Linked DNA regions of Cricetulus griseus: region 1 is linked to region 2. Evidence: chromatin contacts called from public Hi-C data. All regions are on one chromosome and are shown on one strand. Each heading gives the region's core, a stretch centred on a gene start, on an enhancer-like site or on the middle of the called end of the contact. The rest is flanking DNA. Distances are from core to core; before and after follow the strand shown.

Region 1 (6,154 bases), core at 1,284-3,783, 46 kb after region 2:
GTGACTGCCTTCTCTGATATAGAGAAGCCTGCCTCTTCTTATCTTTAGTATGTCTACCTCTTTCACCAGTCTTTCTGCCTACACAGTCAATCGCTAATGCTGCTGCCACCCATCCCCAGAACAACACATACTGTCTGAGCCAGGAGAACAAGGAGCCCTGAAGCAAACACAGACTTCATTTTTACTTTTGAAAGTATTTCCAAGTTGGGTTTTTCCAAGTTTAGATGTTGGGAGAATGGAAAAAAAAAAAGGTCCCCTGAGGCCGCATGCAGAGGAAAGACTGTAGACACACACTGACTAACATTCTGCTTCCTGCTTTTTATTGGATTTTATTTGGGCTAGGGGAAGATATGGGAATTGTTGCTGGGCAGGCCAGCCTGGGGCTTCCATACATAGCCTTTGAGAAGATTCCAGAGTTTATGTCTTTCTATGATTGCACGTGCTGCTGTAGAGAGCAAGGAGCCTAGGAGGCGGGCTTTCCAAACTCCTTGGTGACACCTTTATCCTGACCATTGGAAGCATCAGCCCTTGAACATCAGTTGCAGCACACTGGCTGACAGTTATCGAGGGTCTGCTGTATGGCAGCCCCTAGGCAAGGTGCCTTCTCACAAGGCTGAGCTGGGTGAGGCTCTGGGATAAGGGATACATCCAGAACTTGGGGACCCAGTAGGAACTTGTGGAGATTCTGTGCTCACCTTAAGAACTGGTCTGAGCATCTTCATAAACTTTCTGAACATTTTCCTTGTGAGAAATAGGAGGCTTTTGCTTTTGTTTTCTCATTTTTGCCAGTTTTTCATATGTCTTAGTAATATATTTCATTTTCCACCCATCCACTCTCCTTGCTCCTCCCCATTCTGTCAGGGGAGAACTCATAAATGTCATTGGTCACAAATCCACTCTCCATACTTGCCAGAGTCACAAACCCACTTTCTGAAGGGTTCACAGCCATGTTGTCATAGTCACAAGATATATCATCAGGAGGGGCTTCACTAGAACACACCCGAAATGAGATGTTCTTCAGGTCTGGGCGGGGCTCAGTTAAATCAGCTTCGCTTTGTTTTCTGATGACATTGTAAACATCTAGGTTGGGGCTGTTTTCTTGGTGAGGAGTGGGCCAAATGGTGTGTTGCTCCTTTGTGGTAGGATCTGGCTGCTCTTGTTTTCTAGAAGAAGAGAACCAGGCTGAGTATTTGAGCCCAGGGTACTGAGATTATATATCCCTTCAATACTGTTACTATTGAAGTGGAGGAAGTGAACCAGCTCTACTGCTCCACTGCCTACACTTATAGGTTTTGCAGGTCAGGTAGGAGTCGGCCCAGGAAAGCGTTATGGTCATAGTGCTCTTACATCTGCCATTTACTATCACTAGCTTGGGTTCCAGGACTCCCTTGAGAATGTGGGGCCAGAAAGCAATAGGAGATACTAAAAACTAAATACAAAAACCTCATTTCTAAGTAAAGTTAGCTATTTCTATTTCTATTCTATTTTTATCCTACCATTAAAAGCTTAGACAACAAGAGTAGGATTAATAATGTCACTGACTCTATCACCAACAGAAGTCATGTTCCCATATCGTATCAGTTATTATAGTTGTTTTGAAATATTTTATGTTCACCTCTACTTCAAAATTATAATTATACCTACCATTAAGAGTCATTAATAAAGAAACAATTCATCTTGGGAAATATTTTTGCTAAACTATGTAATGGTATGATTGCTTCCTTTTTCTACCAATGCATTTTATTTGATACACTTAAAATATTGTTCAAGAGACTAGGAATAGCTCAATGTAACTTGTCTGGCATGTGGAAAGCCCTGGGCTGATCCTAAGGACTGTTTAAAAAAATGAAGAAAGGGAGGAAGGAAAAAAGAAAAAAGGGAAAGCAGGACAGAGACATAAAGATGGAGAGAAGGAGGGAGGGAAGGAAGATGGGAAGGATGGGGAGTGGAGATTGAAAATGGTTTTGGAAGAGAGCTGCAGCTCCCCATGCCCAACAAAGTGTTAAGTACATTTAAGAACCAACTGCAGTGTAAGCCATTGGAAAAATGTATTTGTAGTTTTTAAAACTTAATTCTATGGCTAATACTTTTGAGTGTTTGTAATATGCTTGTTATGTGTGTATTCATTGTTTTAGTACCATAATAATCCTTTAAGGGGATTATTAAATGAAGTAGGTTCTGCATTGGACTTTTACAAATTTATTTCAAATTGCTCATCGCAGTGAGTCAAACTTAAGTTGGACCTAGATTTTCCTTCAGTAAAAGTGAGAATGCTAGCCCTCTTGTATGTATACTATGATGATAGGGAACAAAAGTGTAACTGAGGACAGTTGAATGTACCTAAAATACATGAGCACATGATCCAGATTACATACACAGGCTGCCTTTGCTACCTGGCATAGCCGCTTTGCAACAACATACTTTTGAAATCAAAAGAAAAGTCAATTAAAAAGAATTTGGCTGATTCATTCTGAATGGACTGGCTTTGTGTCAGAAATGCTCTGAACACACAATTTTCGTGTGGTTCATTAGTCATTCCTTACTCAACAAACATTTTTGGCATGAGGATCTACATTTAGGAGAGCACTTTGCTGGGTGATACATGGGTGCACAGGAAGTGAATAACACTGTTTTACCTTTCACAATGCTTAAAAATCTTCCACACACTGAGAAAATAAAGTGCATAGGACCACTAACTTAATTACAACTTAGCACAAATGCTCAGCTGAATGCTACTTGTTTGGTGTGGACCTTGAGTCCTGAGTCAGCCAGAGTTTACTCTCAGTTCTACAGTGGTCCTTCTTTTGGAGTTTCCATGGCTTTTAATGATACCAACTGTGTAGCCTCCAAATCTCAAAGACTGCAGAGGGAGCAGAGGTTTTCATGATGAAGGTTCTACTTGCCTTCTTCTACAGATCCAAACCCAACATGCAGCTGAAGTGACCACTAGTAAGAGGAACAGGGGAATGCTGGGGATTAGGATGTAGGCAAGATTCAAAGCAGCCTCTGAAAAAGAAAAAAGCATACATTATCCCTGGTGGTCCTCCCACCTCTGTATGTTTCCTTTCAAACCAGGCTTTAAAAAACATAATCAATAGAGTAGTCCAAGCAGCACATCTAGGAAATAGATAAATAGATGCAGTTACCCAGTTAGCAGAGTCCCTAGTTTCAACAAATGAGCATTTTCTAAATGACCCATTAATCTAAGTGATACTGTAGACAAGTTTAAATTTTGGAGTCTTGCAAATATTGGAAAATTATGTTTGATATTTTTTCCAGAGTAAAATAATCCTCCTTTTTCATGTACTTTTTAGTAAAAACACGCTTGGTGGGGGCAGTGTGGATGTCGTTGCCTCCTAGGACAGCCAGGATCATACCAGGCACCATGTATAAGCTTCAAAGGCATGCTTACTGTGGCCCACTTCCTCCAGCTAGAAGTTTCCAGAATCTTTCATATAGCACTACCACCTGGGTACCAAACATTCACTACATGAGCATTCAGAAGACATTTCACAGTGAAACCGTAACAAAGAGGTTGATAGTCCTGATTCTACTGGGAGGTTCCATCTGAAACCCTTCCAGACCTTTCTCTGGATGTCCTGTTATTTGGATCCTGTATAATAAGATGTACAGACACTGCATTCCTAAATTCTGTGAATTCTAGTTAATTACAGAACCTGACAGAGCTCATGGGCACTCCTGAAAGCGTAGCCAGTTGAACATCATCAGTTCAGGTGGTCTGAGGACTGTGAGACTTGTGATTGATGTCTGTCTGATGAGAGAGGTGTGGAATGTGTCTTTAATCTGTGTGTGTGGGATCTGCATAGATCCCCAGTGTCAGAAATGAATTGCAGTCAAACATTACATTTTACTTCATGAAGCTGATCATGCTGTCAGCTAGGTATGAAAAATACTAAATGGTTAAACTGAAGCACAGAGAAATTTTCTTTAAAGTTAAGTTGTCCAGTAACAAAACCTCACTTTTTAAAGAGCTGTGTGAAGAAGAAAGTAGGAAGTATAACCATAGGTAATTTCTAGCCAAAGGACTGCCAGTATCTATTTTTCCCAAGTACCTCTGCTTTCTTTGAATGTTTCTTTGGTGTCTTCTTTCTGTGTTTCTTCTGGAAGTACTGGTGTTGGTGGCTCAGTTGCTTCACCTGAGAGAGATACACACGGACTTGAGAACTTGAAGAAAGGTGCTACAGTCCAGGCATGCTCTAAGGTCCTTCCACATGTAGAGTGGTGTTCAAGGAAACAGCAGTGATTTGACCAATGCCATTGATAAACACAGTAAAATTTGAATTTGTTGCACTAGGATTTTCTTCATTGTGTGTAAATGTGTATGTGTTCTGTGTTCATGTGTATGTGTGTGCAAAAATGTGTATCTGTGTATTTTGTGTTAATGTATACAGGGTAGAGGTTGACACTAGGTATCTTCCAACTGCTGTTCTCCCCATCTTGAGTTTTGAGACATTGTCTCTCTGAATATGGAGTTTGCAGATTCAGGTAGCTTGGCTGACATGTAAACCCTGACTCTGCCTCTCCAGTGATGGGATCAGAGGTGCATATCACCGTGCCAAGCTTTTAGACATGGATTCTGGAGTTCTAACCCAGGTCTTCATGTTTGCACAGGGAGCACTTTACCCACTGAGCTGTCTCCACAGACATGTCTTCATATTTTTGGTGAGACATTTGCCATTATAAGGCACCAAAAAGCCAACAAGCAATATAACGGACTAAAGTACATAGGAAGAAGTACAATGACTCACTGCTAGAACCATAAATAATCAGTTGGGCTCTTGTCTTACTTCATTAGATTAAATTTCTCCCTTTATATCAATAATAATAATAAGCATCCAAAATGGAATTTTCAAATTATTACTTTCCAGTTTTGATCAACATAGATAACAGTGGGCAGAGAATGAGAATGATGAGCTATTTGCCACAGTCAGATGTGACAGATATCTGCCCATATTGTCTGGGTAAATACCAGTGGTCTTCCTCCTGCATAATCTGCTCTAAAGTCATGATTTTAAAACTGTGAAGGGGACTGTGAAATGGCCCAAATTAACCCAAATCTCATATGACAGACTTACCTCCAGGCCTTATAGAAGGTGTTGTACTTGGCTTCTCTGTAGCAGAAAGAAGCAAAAACAAAAACAATGCTTACATTTTCCTTAATCTGAATAAAATCACCTGAGTGTGGCATCCAATTCCAATAAACTCCACTTATTGTTACCTTATTAATTATTGTTATCAGATACCAGAAGTAGGTTGTTGAAGTCAAAGAGTTACTTGCACATGAATATAGCCTTCCTTCAGTTTTACTTCAGCGTTTTTAAAACGTATTTAAGAACTCGAATATTAGACTTTCCAAATGCACACAAAATAGTATACTGAGCTCCTGTGTGTTGTCATACAACCTCCACCTTGTCATCGAGGAGCTGCTTGAGCTTCAACATCCATCCCTACTCCCCCACTGCAGTTCCTGGCTGAAATTGTCTTAAAGTGTCCCAAGATCTGTTATCAGCTCATACTGAGGACAGTTCAGAAAGCAACAAACACTTGGTCTTCAGGAAGTGGAAGTGGCTGAGGGACTGCCCAGTTTCAAGGCAGAGACTGGTGATTATCCTTGAGAGACTTAAAGCATTTCTAAGAGCTTCTAAGTTACACAGATGACATATGGCAAATGATTTTGCTGTTGGCTGACCTGGTACTAGCAGGAGTCTCTTTATGTTAATCAGATGCCTGGGATTCATAGGATCCTGAAGGTTTTAGAGATCATAGTTATCAGTCCCAGATACCAGGAATTTCATTCAGAAAGGGAAGAAATGCTTAATCCTCCTCCTCCTCTTCTTCTTTTTTCCACATGATCATATTCTCAAATCTAGTTTTAGACATGATCACTCACTCACTCACTCACACAGTCCCTTCCCAGTGTGTCAGAATATTAGTAGGGTGGTGTGCCATCCTGTGGGAACCACAGAATTTATCCTGAGTTCATTAAGTGGCTGGAAATGTATGTTTCTAGACTTCATGACAACCATGAAGTGAAAGGGGCAAACAAGTAAGTAGGCATATAAATACTCTGTGTGAGGCAGTCTGCTCCTTTGAGGCTTTCAACAGGTTTTAAGATTGTTGTTTTGAAATAATT
Region 2 (6,936 bases), core at 109-2,608:
ACTACTGCTAAGAAAACACTCAGGCTTTTAAATGCCCTTAACCTTACGTAAGTCTTCCGTGGGGGGGGGGCGTTTAAGTTCTACATTCAAAGGCTAGAACGTTCTTAAGAAATGTACTAGGGAAAAAACCCGGACGAGATGAAATTTGGGGAGACAAACTGAAAACCGGTGAAACTACAGTGGAAATCATAAGGCAGAATAGAGTACGTCAAAACCACTAGGTTGTAGTCTAAAAAAACGGTTTTGTTTCGATCGTTTTTTTCCAAGGTATTTAATTTGCACGTCTTAAAATAGAGACCCCGAGGAGAGCAGCTTGAGGCAATGGAAGGAAGGGGGTGGGCTAGGTAAGAACAGAGACTCGGGGAGAAAATATGTGCGGTGCATTAGAATGCACCATGGAGGGGGATGCTGGAGTCACTGTAAGGAAGCAGTTGAGGGCTTTCTGAGTAGTCCATCTGATGTGGCTTAAGGAATGCGTGCTTGGAGTCAGTATGCACACCTGGTAAAGGGACAACCTCAGACGACGGTGCAGAGCTGAGATGACCATTTTCAACCAGTTCTATTGTCTGGAGTATTAGATATACCTCCGGCAAGAGATCAAGCCAGTCAGGCACCAAATCAGAGACCCTGCGGGCCCAAAGCAAAGAAAATAGACAGCGGTCCGTCCGCACCGGTCGGGTCCGCGGCGCCCCCTCTTCGCCTAGCAGCGAGGGACTCCTGATTAGGGTCGCGCTACGTGTCCGCCAAGTCCAGGAGCTGCCGGTCCCCTTCTCCCGCCGGCGACGTTGGTCCCCGCGCGGACCTGGAGCATCGAGACTTCCCCTCCCACCCCACCCCCAGCCGAAAGCCGGGAAGACGCGGAACTTGGGCTTGGGAGCAGAGGCCACAGACCAGGTCCCCGGGTGGGAGGCTCGGGACGGAAGCCTGTGTGGCTTCCCAGGGACAACCCACCCCCCCGATCTGCACCCCGCGGTCCCCACAGAGCCAGGCCCGCCGTTCCCCGCCCGGGGCGCAACCATGCCACGCTCCCGCCGAACCCCGGTGGTGCCGCACCTCCGTCTTGGTGATCCGGTGCCGCCCCAGCTTCACCACGGCGAAGTTGCCCTTGCCCAGCGTGCCCTCGATGTCGTAGAACCCCACCCGGACCGGCCCGCGCTGCAAGTGCCTCGGGCCATCCGCCATGACCATGCTGGGCCCCCGCTGCAGGACACGGCGACTGGAGCGCGAACGAGCGGGCCGGCGCGAAGCGGCGCTGAGCAGGCAGGAGGGCGGCGGGCGGCGCGGCTGGGTTCTGGGCGACGGCCGCAGTGCTCGCTCCGGCGCTGCTTCCCTCCCGCCCCACAGGGCCCAGCCAGGCGCGCGCCGGCGCTGACGTGAGCCGACGTCAGGGGGCCGGGGCAGGGGACGGGGGCGGGCCTCCACCGGTCACCATAGCTACCGCGGCAGCTCCGACGTCGGTGGCGGGAGGGAGGGGCGGCGCGCGGCTCCGGCGGGCACTGTGCTTCCGGCCGCGGCGCCCTCTCCTCAGCCTACTCCGGCCTCGCCGGGGCCGGGGGCGGGGTCGCCGTCTGCTCCGCCCCCTTCCTGCTGCCTTCCAGCAGAAGGGCAAGAGCGAGCCCTGGTGGGCCGAGCGGAGGGTGCAGCGTGCCGCCTGCGCGTGGCCTGTAGGGTCGCCTAGCGTTCTCCGCCCGCCTGCGGCCCTTCCCGCCAAAAGCTCGCCCGCAGGAAGACTGCTGCGCTAAATTTGGAGCCCGAGGAACACCGTGGCTGAGCAACACGTTGCTCACAGCCTCTTTTCTTTGTGTTCTTTTTAGCCCTCCTGCTCGTTACTATCTAAGTCTCTCCACTTTTTGACGTCTGTGAGGATTTCTACTCACAGCAATCGGCCACTTACAAAAAAAAGAGAAAAAAAAAAAAAGAAAGAAAGAAAAAGTCAGCTCTGAAGAGACCCTAGAGATGACTTAAATCCGGAATTCGAAGCCGGGAACCCCTGAAACGTAGGCACAGTTTTACATATTTGAGAGGAGAGGTGACTATATCTTATGCCATACTTCCTCAAACTGTTAGGGAATTTGTAAACGCTTAGAAACTATTCAATTTATTTCCAGATGATGCAGCAGGTTGCTAGAATGGAGGGAGTTGCTACACAGGTAATGCTAGAATTCTAATCATAAATTATCACACCAGTATTCCATACGGTGACCTAAGTAAGCAGCGACATTTTAGTATCTTAAATATATGCGTCCAGACCTTGGTTCCCGGTTATACATTCTCCATGAAAAGGAACCCAATTTGCTGGGAGTAATGACTCAGTCCAAGGCAGCCAGGGAAAGTATGAGACACCCTTGAAAGAACTTATATGAGTAAGCAAGGAGATTTTTTTTTGTATACAACAGAAAGAATGTGTCAAAAGAGAATACAGCTTGAAGGGACTCATCATTGCCAAATCTGAACAAACTGCGCATCAGAAATGAACAATTTGGAAATAATAGTAATATTATAGTAATAGAAATAACAGTAATATTACTTTCACATTTTATTTATTTTTTTATAGAAGTCATCGGATAAACTGTGGGAGCTGGTTCTCTATTTCCACTATGTGGGTCCTAGAAAAATGGAACTCAAGCGGTCAGGCATGCTGCAGTTGCCTTTACCCAACGAGTCACCTCTTGGGCCCTACATTGTTTTCTTGTTTGTTTTTAAGACAGTCTCCGGATTATTCTGGATAACCTAGAACTTGCTATGTAGACCAGGCTGGCTCATACTTAACAGAGATCTGTCTCCTGAGTGCTGTGATTAAAGGCAGGTGTAGTCCACATTAGATTTTAAAAAGGAACCTACATTGTATATTTCCACTTTAACTGTTTTTAGACAGGTTCTCAGAAGTATGGTATATGAGACAAGTCCCCATAAATGTCTAATGTCTATTCCCATTCCTCTTCTTTTCTTTTCTCTTCTTCTTTTTCCTTCTTTTCTAGTTCAGGAAACTGAAGCACAGAACCTTACATAATGCTAGGCAAGTATTGTACCACTGAGCTACGTTCACAGGCTTAACTGTTAGGTAAGTATAGAGACAGGATAGGTGAGAAAAGGATGTATGTAGAAATTATGAAATCACTATTTTGTGGCTGTTAGTAATAATTGTTCAGACAAGAATTATCAATAGGCCTTAAAGTCATTGGGTAAAATTTGATTGAAGAACGGGATATTTATACAGTCTCAAAATATCTTTGAATTAAAAAAATTATTACAAAGGGTTAACAAAAGTACCTTTTACAGTGGAGAAATCTGACAGACACTCTCCTAAGAAAATATTCAAGTTAACAATTGGAATTAAATAACACTAAGAGCCCCCTGGTATGAGTTATGCAGAACACATCTCTTAAGTGATATCTCTGTAAAAATGTGTATTCTGAATCTGTCACAAAGAAACAAATCAGGAAAATATAAACTGAGAAAATCTACCCCCTAGCTATCTTGTACACTTAAAGATGCCATTGACATGAAAGAAAGGCTGAGGAAGAGTTCTTGATTTAAATCTTAATAGACATACCACTATAGGCAACATATGGTCCTAGAAAAATATGTTATCAAAGAATCCTGTCAGGGCAATTGTTGAAAATTGAATTGTGTTGTATATTAGATGAAAATGTTGTTTCAATGCTGATTTTAAAAAATAGATTTATTTTACTTTTAGTTATGTGTGTGGGGGGGATGTACTTACATGCCTGTGTGAGTGCAGATGTCCATGGGGTCCAGAAAAGGGCGTTAGATCCCCTATATCTGGAGTTACAGGTGGTATTGGGACACCTGATGTGGGTTCTGGGTACTGAACTCAGGACCTCTTCAAGAACAGTACTTGATTTTAACTACTGAACATTCTCTCTAGGCCTTAATGCTAAGTTTCTTGACTCTGATCTTTGTACTGTTATGAAGGAAAGTGTCCTTATTAATAAATACATGCTGAAGTATTTATGGATAAAAGTTTGTGATATAGGCTATAGGTAGACTTTTCTGTCCTGCCAGTCAGCTCTGTGCCATCAGTCAGCTACCAAATAACCACAGAGACTTATTTATTAATTATAAATGCTTGGCTGATAGCATTGGCTTGTTATTAACTAGCTCTTACATCTTAAATTAACCCATATTTATTAATTTATGTGCTGCCATGTAGCTCATGGCTTGTTACCTCATCTTCTACAAGTCCTGCTTCCTCTGCATCTGGCAGGTGATTCCCCATTCTTCTTCCCAGAGTTCTCAGTCTGTCTCTTCCACCTAACCACTAGGAAGTGGCCTAGCTATTGGCCAGTTAGCTCTTTATTAGACCAATGAGAGCAGTACATCTTCACAATGTACAAAAGGATTATTCCACAGCAATAGGTCATTTATTCCCAAATAGTTCAGCAAAGATAATGACAAAGGTGTCAAATGTTAAACAACCCAGACAAAGGGTAGTTAAGTGTTATTTTTACAACTTTTACACTGTAAAAGGTTTAATTTTTAATGAAAATTAATATATATTTATACATATACATATACATATACATACATACATACATACATACATACATACATACATATATATTGGGATGTAACAATTATCCCAGCAAAATTGTTACATCTCTGCTCAGGTCTGGTAAAGGGTTACAGCCCTGCTTGCTTAAGGGAAAGTTTTCCCCAGCAGAGGTGTTACAGCTTGCTTAGGTCTCCTGGGGTGTAACAATTCTCCACTAGGGGAAGTGTTGCGGTTCTGCTCGGCTCAGCTCCAGCTGTCTGGGCTTCACTGGAATGAAAATGTCACATGGCACAACAAACCTCATTTAAGAGATTTATTGGAAGGAAGAATCCAGGAGGGTGACTGCCTCTAGGGTGAGGTGGCTGCAGACTGAATAGGGTACAGAGTTTATATAGGGTTCCTTGTGAGGCAGAGCTTTCCAGGGTGGCTTGAGATTGGTGGGTTTTTTGTGTGTGTTTGGGATTGGTGGGGTTTAGTGCTCAGAGGGCTCAGAGATTGTTGGAGTTTTGTGCTCAGGGACCTCAGGAATTGGCAATGTTTCAATCCCTCCTCCCAAGTCAGGGTCAGGGTTTTCCTTGGCACTTTCACCCTACAATATACACATTTTAATTTTAATTTATTCGTGTGTGTGTGTGTGTGTGTGTGTGTGTGTGTGTGTGTGTGTGTGTATGTGTGTGTGTATGTGTGTTACTGGGAATTTAACCCAGGGCTTCGTGCATGCTGGACAAATTATTCTACTACTGACCTACATCACCAGCTCTGAAGGTTTGCTGGTTGTTGAGCCATCCACTGCTCTCTGTGCTTCTAGCTTTAACTCAAATAATTCTGCACTTTGTTGTGAGGTATATTGTTTTGAATATTAGGGGAGAAGGCCAAAAGGTTGATACAGATTTCTAGACCAATGAGAATGGTACTTGAGGTGCCTCTAACTAGGCCAGGAACTCACATAGGTACTTCAGTTAAAAGATAATTCCTGTATATTTGTTGTTCTGAGGGTAGGTTCCTTTGGGAATAGATAAAAAGCTTACTTCAGAACCAGAAAGTACACACAGACTCACTAAAATAAGCAACCTCCTCTTTAAAGGCCACCTTTTAAGCAGAAATTGGCTCATTTCTATCTGATTATTTGAATCAGATAATTAAGTCAACCACCTACTTGCACAGTCTGGGGATAAGATCTGGTCTGAGGCCAAAAAGAAGAGAAAGGGCTAAGAGAGGGTACCAAAAGAGTTCAGTGTCCCTGTGCTCATGTTTGTAGGGTACAGGAAGAAAGGTCAGAGATAGAAAGAAGTGAGCCAAACACCAATTTTGCCTGTATAGAAATGCAGCAGGTGTGTCATTGAAAATGACTAGTAGGTTGTAACTGTCACTCTATGTAGCCTAATTTACAGCTCTTTAACTTTGGAGTGCATGATTCAGCTTTGTTTCTCTGTTCCAAAAGATTTGCTTCTTGTGAATTGTTGGCTATATATATTAGCAATTATTAATTCCTTTTAATTACATTGAATATTTATTTGTGTATTGGTACTTGTATGTGGGTGAGCATGCTATAGCATGCATGTGGAGGACAACTTGGGGGAGTTGCTTGTCTCCTTCCATCATGTGAGTTCTGGTTATTGAACTCAGATCATCAGACTTGGCTCACGTGGCCTTTGTCCACAGACACATCTCTCCTGCTGCACATTTTAGCAGTTATTAATTTAATCTAACTCCTGCTTTCTTTTTATCTTCAGCTCTCTCCTTTTCCTCTTTTTATAACCACCCATCTTCAAAGGTTGAAGGGAAACAAAAAGAAAAGGATTTCTGGCAGTCAACTTTTGAGCTCAGCTTTTAGCATAAGTGAGGTAGAGCAATTGAATTGCCAGATTTGTAATTATATGGCATTTCAAAGGAAACATTCCCAAATGATGCTTGGGTCTACTATATTTATTAGTAAGTTGAGGAAAATAAATTAACACTTCTAAAGGTAAAAGGATATGAATATATGGGAAAAGAAATGAGAAAAGTATAGACTGACAAAAATTAAGTATACAACTCAATTAGCATGAATAAAGCCAACTTATAAACAATATAGGGGAAGAGTTGGCTACAAGCTGATGGAAAGGTGGTGTGAATTGGACCAGAAGCAACTTCATGACTCACTATGCAATACACACATATTTTGCTGAAGTAAAACAGCTTATGTAGTTGGAAAACAAGATATATATCATTTGTCCCTGATTGTGAATGTCTGCGTTTTTCTGTTTTATTATTTCAGGACCAAAGGCAGGTCAATATGCTAAAAGCTTAGGACTGGATTTAGATTCCATTCAAGTAAAAAATGGATGAAGTCTATTAATTATGATTGTTTAGATACTTTTACTTAGAAAAGAGTAGGTTACAATGATAGAGTGAACACAAAATTTTTATAATAACCATAA

What was found. A called contact is a pair of places that touch in the nucleus more often than the background predicts.
Region 1: a Hi-C map of the CHO-K1 cell line shows a contact between it and region 2, with 3 times the contacts expected there. The contact joins the enhancer-like site here to the promoter of Sik2 in region 2. A contact is called at or near these places in 3 of 8 Hi-C or Micro-C datasets (the CHO-K1 cell line and fibroblasts).

What each region holds. Positions count from the first base shown.
Region 1 is chr4:162,806,933-162,813,086 of CriGri-PICRH-1.0, forward strand. It overlaps Layn (layilin), which reads right to left. Exons shown (of 7, transcript NM_001246681.1): 4 at 5,097-5,132; 5 at 4,074-4,157; 6 at 2,904-3,006; 7 at 322-1,163. The coding sequence ends at 803. Among named protein-coding and RNA genes, the nearest start is that of Layn, 15 kb to the right of the region's middle. Within about 2 kb of position 2,534, at least 2 of the 6 cell types and tissues checked have open chromatin away from gene starts, as enhancers often do. A contact at or near this core is called in the CHO-K1 cell line and fibroblasts, where this site is marked.
Region 2 is chr4:162,761,746-162,768,681 of CriGri-PICRH-1.0, forward strand. Sik2 (serine/threonine-protein kinase SIK2) reads right to left here and starts at 1,359. Exons shown (of 16, transcript XM_027412165.2): 1 at 1,054-1,359. The coding sequence starts at 1,188.